2 separate regions of the Canis lupus genome follow, and region 2 is linked to region 1. The links are chromatin contacts, called in public Hi-C maps. All regions are on one chromosome and are shown on one strand. Each heading gives the region's core, a stretch centred on a gene start, on an enhancer-like site or on the middle of the called end of the contact. The rest is flanking DNA. Distances are from core to core; before and after follow the strand shown.

Region 1 (6,109 bases), core at 254-2,753:
AGAAGAAGCTTTACTTTTTTTTTTTTTTTTCTGCCTGTCGGTGCTGTATGAATTATTTTTTGGCCATTGGAATGTATTGATTTTTTTTTTTTTAATTAACAAGAGTGGTCTGGAAATTAGGATTTGTGGAAACTTATTTGCTTGCTTTTCCTTTTTCACCTGTTCTTATTTTTTTACCTAATCAGTACTGTTTATAAAGGAGGAGGAGAGCGCAGTGCGGGTCTTGCTGCTGGCCCTGCCTTCTTAGCCCCCAGGGTAGGGGTGAGCAGCCAGCAAAGGTGAGCTCCAGGATGCCCCTTCCTCTCCAGAGCAGGATGGCAAGCTGCACCCGGGAGCACAGGACCCAGGACACCCTGAGCTGCTGGGAAGCCGGCACCATTTGATTTTTGATAGCCACCTTTGATGAACCAGGACAGGGCCACTGGGTACTGAGGGCTTGGTGCTCGGTGTTACAGTCCTAACTAGGAAGGACCTCTGGCCTGCTGACAAAGAAAATGGGGCTTCCAGGGCACCTGGGTGGCTCAGCCGGTGAACATCTTCCTTCTGCTCAGGGCATGATTCCCAGACCAGGGATCGAGTCCCACATCAGGCTTCCTGTGGGGCGCCTGCTTCTCCCTTTGCCTGTGTCTCTGCCTCTCTCTCTCTGTCTCTCATGAATAAATAAATAAAATCTTAAAAAAAAAAGAAAGAAAGAAAGAAAGAAGAGAAAAAAAAAGAAAAGAAAAAAGGGAAGGAAGGGAAGGGAAGGGAAGGGAAGGGAAGGGAAGGGAAGGGAAGGGAAGGGAAGGGAAGGGAAGGGAAGGGAAGGGAAGGGAAGGGAAGGGAAGAAAATGGAGCCTCCCAGCAGGGCCTGTGAAACAGAACTGTGGGAGAATAACCAGACCATGGAGTTGTGAAGGCAACAGGTATGACCTTGGGATCTGCCAGTCCAACCTGGGCTTGGGTCAGTGTTGCCCTAACAGGCTCACCAGCAGATGGCCCGCTCTAATAAAATGGGCAGGGTTTTAGAATCCAACAGATTTGACTTTGAACCTGGCTTCTGCATCTGACAGCTCAGTGACTCTAGGTAAAAGACTTGAACTCTCTGAGCCTCAGTCTTCTCATTTGCAAAATAGCAGTTATAAGACCTTTGTTATGAAACTTAGCATTGGTGTACACAAACCACCTAACAAAAAGATTGGCATGTAATAGGCACTTAATTGTGACCATACTCATTACCATCATTATCTTCTTCTAGAAAGGAAATCAATCATAAAACTGAATGGAATGAAAACTGAATGCAGAAAGTCTCTAGTCTGGCAATTGTCATCTAATTGCCCCAGGCCCATCTTTGAACCAGATCAGTGTCTCCTCAAAATTGGAGAGGACACTCTGTTCCTCTCAACTCTGTATCTGAAACCAGAGCGTCCCCCATTCAAGGCGCGGACCCCGGCTCCCAAACCTGCAGTTCCGCATATGCTCGCTTGGAGGCAACATTGAGCTTCGGATTTCAACCTGCCGGGGCGCGCTCCCCAGTCTCTTCTCCAGCCTCACAGCCAAATCACAGACTCAAGCCCGAGCTACTCTTTGCTCTCTGAGAGCGATTCTAGAGGCAAAGTAGAAACATACTACTTGGGGTGCCTGAGTGGCTCAGTCAGTTAAGCGTCTTCCTTCAGCTCATGGTCATGACCCCGGGGTCGTAGGATCAAGCCTTGCATCAGGCTCCCTGCCTGGTGCAGAGCCTGCCTCTCCCTCTCCCCTGCTTGTGCAGTCTCTCTTTCTCTCTGTTTCTCTCTCCCTCTAATAAGTAAATAAGATTTTTTTTTTAAGGGAAAGAGAAAGAAAAGAAAGAAACATGCTACTTGCTACCTGTGAATAAAACTATGAAATGTCCTAACCCTAAAAGTAGTACCAGCTAGTGTCAGAAGATAAGGAGACAAAAAGTAAGGCCAGATCCCGGGGACCTATGTGCACCTTCACATACCTAGCAATGGATAATAAAGAAAATTGCAAGCAGTGCAAATAACTACGGTCACTAAGTCAATTACAGCACACCCATTTAAATGGACACGTTGAATCCTAATGATAAATATTATCCAGCAACTTGGGGCAATTACATAAACAGAGAGAAGATGCAAATTTTGGTCTATATATGGTAGCCATCTGAAAATTATATATGCTTGTAGGAAATAAGCAAAGGAAATGGAATTGCTGAGGTAACAGGACTAGAAGTTACTTTTTCATATATTCGGTTTGGCATTCATATTGTTCAGTCCCTTCTTGAATACTCGGGACTGTTAGTGGGTGTTGGCGCAGCACAGTGGGGCAGAACACAGGCAGATTCTGTGATGCCACAGTCCTGGCGCATCTGGCCACTGACGTCATTGGACGTCCACCGTGGAGGTTCTCCTGTGGGTTAAGATACAAATGGGCTCTAGAGAGTAGCTAAGAAAATGTTCAGCCAGGAGAAGGGGACAAGCACTGTTCCATGGCTCATTAGGCACGCCGGAAAAAAAGAACTGTGTGTTTCATAGGTTAGCTCTTTTTACTATGGAAAAGCAGAATTTCAACACAAGGGGAAGAGAATGGAAGACAACAGAAGGAGATAGTGTTCAGGAATAGTACCCCCTTATTTGAGCAGAGCCAGGTTATCTCCTGCTTGTGTCATCATCATAAGAATTTGCCATTTATGAAGCATTCCCACTTCCTAGGTGCCAAGCAGTACACCAGCACTTCATGTATGTTCTTCCGCTTAGTGCATTAAACAACTTCATGAGATAGTAGGTGTTACTTTCCTCCTATTATAGATGAAAAATAGAGGCTGAGAGAGACCATTTGCACCAACTCACATAGCCTATTGGTGTCCAGGATTTGAACCTGGATGTGTCACTTCCCAAAGCCCATGCTCCTTCTACCACACACACATAGCCAGAGGACACCCAGCAGGGCTCTATGGGGGGCAGGACCTGGGTTTGGCCTTAAACACCAAGCAAGGGGCAAAAAGTTCCACCAGAGACCCTTGTCTTCATCCCAATGGCAACATGAATGACATCTGGTTGCCAGCAGCTTCTGGGTACTTTTGCTGCTGGGATTAAAGCAAAGCATTTGGTTGGCAGGCGGCTGTGCAGGGGAGGGTCTTCAGAAGATGCTCGTGGATCCTGGTTTCCACTCGGCTTTTTCAGCTGCTCCTTCTGTCTGGGTTTCCTGCCTCTTAGCATCAACAGTTGAGAGTACACAGCCCACTGGCACCTAAAGCCAGAGTCCTGCCTGTATGTGAAAGTTCCAAGGTCAAACAGTTCAGTTCAAACCACATTTCCCTAGAACTCACCTGACCAGAGCCCATGAAGACAGTGTCAGCTGATCTGAAAATATGCCAAAAGAAAGGATTTCTCACAGGACATACTTTGGGCTGGGGTGGACTTGGTCTTAGCTAAGGTCTATATGTTAGATAGAGTCCTGGCAAGGGAAGCCCTATTTTCATACCTATTTCACAGGTGAGAAAAGCAAAGCTCAAAGACAGGAAGGAACTTTCCCAAGGCCACTTAGCTAGGAAAGTGTGACAGACTCCGGAGTCCAAGCCCATGGAGCCTAAGATCTCAACTACTATAGCATAGTGTCTTACACTGTGCCACACCACTTAGATGGTAAAGAGAACAAAGACAAAAACACAGCAATCTCTGTGAGCCTCTGTGAGCCTTACAGTCTTCATCTGTAAAATGGGCTAAAAATAATGAAACGTATGTCAAGTTGTTGTGAGAGTTAAATAAGTTGATGTATGGAAAGCGACACACGGTCTGCACTCAGATCCTAGTTCCACTGTTGAGACCACAGAGCCCAGACTTGGAAAGATCAGAGTGACCTGGTCCGACATCCTGTAATGACTCCCAATCTCTGCTTCAATTTTGAAGGAGCCATCTTTGCTCCATGAGACCGTTTGTTCTTTCATGAAGACATTAATGATCAGAAATGTCTTCCTAAGATATTTGGCTAAATCTGGCTCGCACAACATACATCCTCCCCCACGTCTATTTCTGCCCTGGAAGAGAGACAGAATGAAGCCGGTCCCTCTCTCCCCTGGCAGGGCCTCCAAGCTGAGCACCTGCGCCCTTGGAGCCCTCTGCCTGCCCCCCAGAGGCCCCCCCATGCTCAGCATCCAGTCCCTAGGAGCCCAGAACAGAGAGTCGGTGGCCAGCCGGGCCCCGCCACTTGCCTGACCTGGGCCAGTATTAATGCAAAAGGATTGCTTTTATAACACTGACGAAATGGGGGATAAGGAGGAAAGACAGGAAAGGTACCATATTGAAGAAAAGAAGGACAGCTGTGTTTGGAGTCCTTAGAAAAGTGGCAAATCCCAGTTTGAGATGCTTGTTGTTCATTTCTTAGCTTCTGACCCCCCGACTCATTCTCACTGACCGCGAAAGCCTTTCCACAGTGGGGCCTTTTGTCCTGGTGTCCGTTCCAGAGCCTCTACACCATCTTGTTCTGGCACACTCAGGCACTGAAAATAAATGGGGCAAATAGGGCTGGGTTCAAAACACATTTCTGTCTGCGTGTCCAGCATGTACCACGTGAGCCAGGCCTGCCTAGGAGCTCCGACACCCCTCTGCCAACAATCATCACTCTCACTGAGTCCTCATGGCATCCAGGGGAGGACCTGGCCCCGGGCCAACTTCCCACAGAAGCAGAGTTGGCGTTTTAAGTATCTTTATCTCCCCAGAGGCTGCAGGGAGCTGGAACCATAGGGAGCTCTCTCCACACCACAGGAAGATGCTATTGGATGGCAGCAGGACATAGGGTTGCTTTCTCATCTCTGAACTTAACTGGGATTCTTCTGAATGTGTGAAAATGTTCTGGAAAGTTAGAGCTTTATTCCAAGCTGGGGCTGGGTGCTTCCCCCGCGTGGTAAGGTCGTTCTCCGACCTTACCATCTGAGTACTTAGCACTGTGCGGCAATTGTCTATTTCCTTGTCTAGTATTCTTATTAACACGTGCTCTCACGGAGGATAAGGACACATCTCTCTTATTGTCCCCAGTTTCCCAGGACCTGGATCACTGCCCAAATGTAATAGGTGATCAATAAATATTTGTTGAAAGAATTGATTAAATGAATGACTCTTTAGCACTACAATCTGATCCACACTATACTTTAAATGAAGCTGCACCTTAAATGAAAGGTGCATCAATGGACTTCCAGTTTCAAAATGTTGAAACAAAAATTTCCCTCTTTAGAAACACAAGGAGGGGCGCCTGGGTGGCTCAGTTGGTTAAGCGTCTGCCTTCGGCTCAGGTCATTAATTCCGGGGTCCTGGGACCAAGTGCCATGTCAGGCTCCCTGCTTAGCCTGGAGTCTGCTTCTCTCTCTCCCTCTGACCCTCCCCCAGCTCATGCTGTAGTTCACACTCTTTCTCTAGCTCGATCTCATCTCCCTCTCTCTCTCTCTCTCTCTCTCTCAAATGAATAAATAAAAAATCTTTTTAAAAAATGCATAAGGGGCAGCCCCGGTGGTGCAGCTGTTTAGTGCCGCCTGCAGCCCAGGGCGTGATCCTGGAGACCCTGGATTGAGTCCCACATCGGGCTCCCTGCATGGAGCCTGCTTCTCCCTTTGCCTGTGTCTCTGCCTCTCTTGCTCTGTGTCTCTATGAATAAATAAATAAAATCTTTAAAAAATAAAAAAATAAAAATAAAGAATAAAAAATGCACAAGGATAAGAAGAAACGTGCTCAAACTGCATCTTCAATGAAACCAGAAAACATCTATAACCCTTAAGCCCAGTATATAAAACCACAGCTACCTAGAGAAATGTAAATGACCTAAGAGTGAAGAAACATGTCAGACTCAAGGGCTTGCAGGGTCTGGTGGAGGAACCCATAACTTTTCTATGGAACTGCCAAAAAGGCTTGGGAGTAGGAAGCATCAAGTTCTCACACAACATAGAGGTAGAAAAGAGAGTAAAAATAGAAATTGTTTGAAAAATATGTTTAAAGAGCACACAGAGCCCATCAACTGATGAATAAACAAAATGTGATATAGCCATGTGGTGGAATATTATGCAGCCATCAAAAAGAATGAAGTCCATATTCAAGCTGCAATATGTATAAAATTTGAAAATAATGTTAAGTGAAAGAAGCCA
Region 2 (5,694 bases), core at 805-3,304, 210 kb after region 1:
GACCCTGGGATCACCACCTTGGCCACAGGCAGACACTCAACCACTGAGCCACCCAGGTGCCCCTACTTATCTCTTTAATCAAAATGTTTTTAATCCTTTAAATCAGAATTGTTCTGATTAAAAATTCACCTAGTCCTTGAAGCAATTAAGTTCCTTCATGTATTAAAAAACACTTTCAAAGCCTTTCAGGAGATAAAGAGGAACTAGTATTAATGCAGTACTAGTATTTCTTTCCACCTTACAATGAGGAAAGGGAACACTGAAAAGTTAATTGTTCAAGGTCACAGGGATCATCCAGCTTGGAGCAGTGTTTCTCAAAGTGTAATACAGTAATTCCTAGGAGACATTTTGTGTTTTAAGAACTGCTCAATCCTGCCAAGAGCAGGAAATAAAAGGATTAGGGTAGAGGCTGTGAATTAGACCCAGATAATTTATCATTGGCCCGTCAAACCTGAATCATGACACTAGAGTTGGAAACTGAGTAGTCCATGTATTACAGGAGACATTTCATTACACTGGAAAACAGCAGTGGCATCAAGTCCCAAGGCTAGGTAGGCATGGTGGGTCCCAAATCAGGGTCTTTAAGAAAGGAGTGGTCAATGTTACAAGCACATCAAAAATGCTTTCCTGAGTATTTAGAGTGGAAAAGCAGACAGTAGGGTAATGAAACAGTTGAAGATAGAAACAACAAAGTATTTTGTTGGTCTCTAACTCCAGTAGGAGAAAGATGTCTAAGAAATTCAATTTGGTTAATACAAATTGATTTAATAACCCTAGAATTGTAACACTCTGCATCATCTGTTATAGTCTAGAGAGATGACCCTCTATAACTGATGTTACTGGGAGGAGAGGAGGGGAAATCGAATGCTACCAAATGATAGAAATTCATCTACCGTTTTTCCTTTTTAAACAAGGTGTGTTTTACTTTCAAGCTAGATAGAAGTACCAAGTCTAATACAAGTGTATTCCAGACAGCAAAAGGAGTTTAGGTCACAAAATATTAAGGAAGTGATAGCATTTTATTTCCCCTAATAAAATAGAATTATCCACTCAATGGGTATTTACTGAATGAATGCCTACTATGCATCTATGCATGCTGCATAGGCCACCAATTTGTTGGTGCTTGGCGAAGCTCCAACTTAGCCTAAGTTTCACTCCACATGATCTCGGGATGAGAAAAAATGACTAAAAGGCAAAAGAGGAACCAGAAGGAGGCTGTTCCAAAGCTCCTTTGAAGACAAGGCTCTATCTCATACTACAATAGAAAAGATTTACTTAACAAAATAGAGCTCTATTTAGCCAAGAAGTCTAGGTTTTAGTCAATCATTCTAAGAACTTGGTACACTCGCATACAAGCGCAGAACCACCCTCAAAAGGTATGACGCAGGGGCTTCTAAACAATACCTCCCGCCCTTCGGTAATTAATCTCGCTTTAGATCAGGCCCCAACTACCTGGCGCCCACTAGATGCAAGGCCTGGGCTCCGCGCTGCTGCACAAGCTTGTGTCCCCTGCAACTGCGACATGTGGGGCACAGAGGGCAAGTTCTGTCTTATTTGATCCTTTCCTTTAAAGTTTAGGCGTCATTTGAGCGGAGGGCAGGGCTAAGGGGGTGAAAGCCATTTAGAAGAGACCACACTTCTCCCTGAGTCGGTATAAACCCGTTTCCCACGCACCCTCCCCAGACAGGCCCGTGGTGAGAAAAAAAAAATCCCCCTGAAACCCCTTCCCAAGGAGGGTCCGTCGGGAGTCAGCGTCCTCCCCCTCGGCCCGGGGAACAAAGAGCTGCCGCCGTAGGAAGCCGGGGGTCTGCAGGCGGTCGGGGACCACCCCGCGAGGTCTCTGACCCGGGCAGGTCGCCCCCGCCCCGGGCCGTCCTCGCCGCGCGTCCTTCCCAAGGCGGGCCCCTAGCGCACTTACCCCCGGTTGGGACCCTTAGGGATAAACCAGGGCACGCAGAAGCCGACGAAGCCCCAGAACACGCTCATCACGATGAGAGGCACCGTGAGGCCGTTGTACGCCATGGCTGCCGCGGAGGCGCGAGCCCCTGCCCAGCCGCCTCGCTTCGGTCCCACCCGGAAGTGTCAACACCGGGCCGCGTGACCAGCGCGCAGACCCGCCTCCACGCCCCACGTGACTCCGCGCCGGACTCCGCCCCCGCCCCCCCCCCCCCCCCCCATCCCGGGCCCCCTGGTCTTGGACTGTGGTTGCCGCGTGCGGTAGCCTGTTTGCTTACTTACCTCGAGTGACCACCAGCTTTCTTCATTAAGCAGAATGGACTCCGGGATGAGATGGGAAGTCGGACCTATACTCGGTAACATCTGCTCCACCTCCAAACATGATCCCAAACTTTCACCTGGCCGGTATGCGGGATATAGAGGGTCATCGTGTCCGTCTAAGCAGAAATTCTGCCGTCCTGAAGTTCCAGTCCAAGCGCTGCCTTCTCCAAAACCGGTTTCATTCTGTTGGTGCGTCCCTTGTGGCCGTGTATCGTAGCCAACCCTCTACTGGAGAGCAAACTCCCCGAGGACAGGCCCTGTTTAACGGATCCTTGCTCCTCGGGAGTACTTATACATACAATGTGTTCGATAAACACATGTACAACTGAACTGAGTGACAAGGGGTGAGGTCGGCCAGAACTAAGAGAAAAAAGTCTCCTTTCTATTTTTTTCTTAATTTATTTTTGATTGTGGTAAAATATACATAAAATTCACCATCTTCGCCACGAAGTGTAAAGTCAGAGAGTATTGACTATATGCATGTTGTTGAGTCCCCAATCTCCACAACTTTTTCATGCCCATAAAACAACTCCTCCTTGTCCCTTCCCCAAGCTCCGGCAACCCCCGTTCTACCTTCTGTTAAGTTTGACTACTCTAGATACCTGATAGAAGTGGAATCATACAATATTTTTCCTTTTGTGACCGCCTTGATTCACTTAGCATAATACTCTCAAGCTTGATTCCCGTTGCAGCCTTTTTAAGGCTGAATAACATTCTACTGTATGTTATATGCCACATTTAGTTTCTTCATTCATCTGGAGATGGACATTTGAGTCGCTTCCACTTTAGCTATTGCAGATTTGTTTCCCCTATTTCTTAAATAAAGGCAAATATTTTAAGCTGATGCCATTAACCTTCGCCTGGCCTTCCTGGCAACTTCTTTAAAAACCAGGTGTTGGGGAGCCCAGGGATGTGGCCGTTTAGACACCAGTTTTGTGTAAATCTGTTTCATCCTCTGTGAAATGAGAAAATCCCCACCTTTGCTATCATAGCTGTGGGCTAGTATTGACCAATAGCTCCCTCTATCAGTCAATCTGTCAAAAACATTTTATCACACATTCCAAGTAAGAACTGGTGTCCAAGGCCAGGGAACTAAAAGATTCAGTAGAATGAAGAAATACTCTCCCCCTTCAAGGCACTTAAAGTCTACTTCAGGAAATGTCAGTATGGCTCAAGGACCCCAGGGGAGTCCCTGGGACTCTCCCAGCAGGTCTGTAAGGGCCTCTCTGTTTTTTATTTTATTTTATTTTATTTTATTTTATTTTATTTATTTATGATAGTCACAGAGAGAGAGAGAGAGAGAGGCAGAGACATAGACAGAGGGAGAAGCAGGCTCCACGCAGGGAGCCCGACATGGGACTCGATCCCGGGTCTCCAGGATCGCGCCCTGGGCCAAAGGCAGGCGCCAAACCGCTGCACCACCCAGGGATCCGGGCCTCTCTGTTCTAACTACCAATCTGTGTGAAGCTGAATTATCCATAGTCCATATTTGCTTTACCCAAATATGTTGCAACAGATTGAATGCATAAGTATTATTTAGGATCCATTTGTCTTCTATATTGAGCCAGACATTAAGGAATTTTGCAGAAATGTAATACTATGTTGTTCTTCCCACTATATTTTTCAATTTGGAAAAAAGTTATTTCCCAATAAATGTTATTTCTGTTAATGTATTACAGGTTGATCATTGTTATTTTAAAATGAATCTAAAATGAATGTTAAATTTTTGGTCTAATTTATAATATGGTAAATTATATTATTGATAGAACCCACATAAAAGTTAGATTTTGGGGGATCCCTGGGTGGCTCAGCGGTTTAGCACCTGCCTTTGGCCCAGGGCGCGATCCTGGAGTCCCGGGATCGAGTCCTGCATCGGGCTCCTGGCGTGGAGCCTGCTTCTCCCTCCTCCTGTGTCTCTGCCTCTCTCTCTCTCTCTCTCTCTATCATAAATAAATAAATCTTTTTTTAAAAAAAGTTAGATTTTGGGTTCACAATAATTTTTAAATGTGTAAACAGGAAAAGTCTGAGATCAACTCCTAGAGGAAAAACCTCCAAGGCAACCCCAAAAGGATAAAACAAGTAAGAACTGACTGAAATGCTACAGTGTAACCCCACTAATCCCCTTTCCTAAGCTCAGGCCTATAAATAAAAACAGGCATGCAGGGATCCCTGGGTGGTGCAGCGGTTTGGCGCCTGCCTTTGGCCCAGGGCCCGATCCGGGAGACCCTGGATCGAATCCCACGTCGGGCTCCCGGTGCATGGAGCCTGTTTCTCCCTCTGCCTGTGTCTCTGCCTCTCTCTCTCTCTCTCTGTGACTATCATAAATAAATAAAAATAAATAAATAAATAAATAAAAATAAAAACAGGCATGCAGAGTCCAAGCTGATCTGGAAACCTGGAAGTTAGTGGAGAAGCTGAAAACTCCAGCATGCTTTATTTTTTATTTTTTTTTTTTTTTTTAAATTTATTTATGATAGTCATACAGAGAGAGAGAGAGAGGCAGAGACATAGGCAGAGGGAGAAGAAGCAGGCTCCATGCACCGGGAGCCTGACGTGGGATTTGATCCCGGGTCTCCAGGATCACGCCCTGGGCCAAAGGCAGGCGCCAAACCGCTGTGCCACCCAGGGATCCCTCCAGCATGCTTTAAAACTCATTTGCTCAGCACGTCTGTATGGAACATGCCCTGCAGGTGACCACCATTCATTTCTTGAGTGACAGCTATATGCCATTGAACCATGTGCTTTGAACTACCTCTCATTCAATATTCACAACACCTATCATGTTAAGATCATCTTACCTACTAGGAGAGGCTCAGATTTGTAACTTGCCCAAAGTCTGTTTTAAGTAACAGAACTGGGATCTAAATGCAGGTCTTCATAACTCGCATTCTTCCCACGAACCCATCCTGCCTATTTCAGACAGTAAGACAACCAAAAAAACCCCTAAGTTATGCACAGCTTAACAAGACAGAGACATCTGATTCATAAGGTGAGACCTGTGAAAGCCTATTCTTGAACTTGCTGCTCTCCTGCTAGGGGTAGGCTAGGATGTGGTTGACAAGTTATTTCTGAAGGCCAAAGATTATTTTATTTAATATTTGTGCATGCTTATAAATATGGTGTTCAAGCAGTAAATCAACTTTATATTATAGAGCTGTTTATACTTGGATGACCTGCCTTTCTCATGAAGACTTCTTCATGGATCAGACTTTTAGTAAGCACCAAGTCATATATGCATAGACTATTTCCGGAAAAAATACAAAAGGAACTGGAAACAGTGACTGCTTCTGGGGATAACCGAGTAACCAAGAATCACAGTGACAAGGAAACTTACTCTTCACTACGTAACTTTTATACCCTTTTATGTTGTACCCTATGTAGGTATTAATTTAAAAAACTAATTTAACAGAACAATGA

The links. A called contact is a pair of places that touch in the nucleus more often than the background predicts.
Region 2: a Hi-C map of blood shows a contact between it and region 1, with 6 times the contacts expected there. The contact joins the promoter of ATP6V0E1 here to the enhancer-like site in region 1. A contact is called at or near these places in 4 of 9 Hi-C or Micro-C datasets (amygdala, blood, liver and 1 more).

Annotation. Positions count from the first base shown.
Region 1 is chr4:40,083,053-40,089,161 of UU_Cfam_GSD_1.0, forward strand. No RefSeq gene overlaps it. Among named protein-coding and RNA genes, the nearest start is that of NKX2-5, 44 kb to the right of the region's middle. Within about 2 kb of position 1,504, at least 2 of the 20 cell types and tissues checked have an H3K27ac peak or open chromatin away from gene starts, as enhancers often do. A contact at or near this core is called in blood, where this site is marked.
Region 2 is chr4:40,294,499-40,300,192 of UU_Cfam_GSD_1.0, forward strand. It overlaps ATP6V0E1 (ATPase H+ transporting V0 subunit e1), which reads right to left and starts at 2,055. Exons shown (of 4, transcript NM_001003128.1): 1 at 1,919-2,055. The coding sequence starts at 2,022.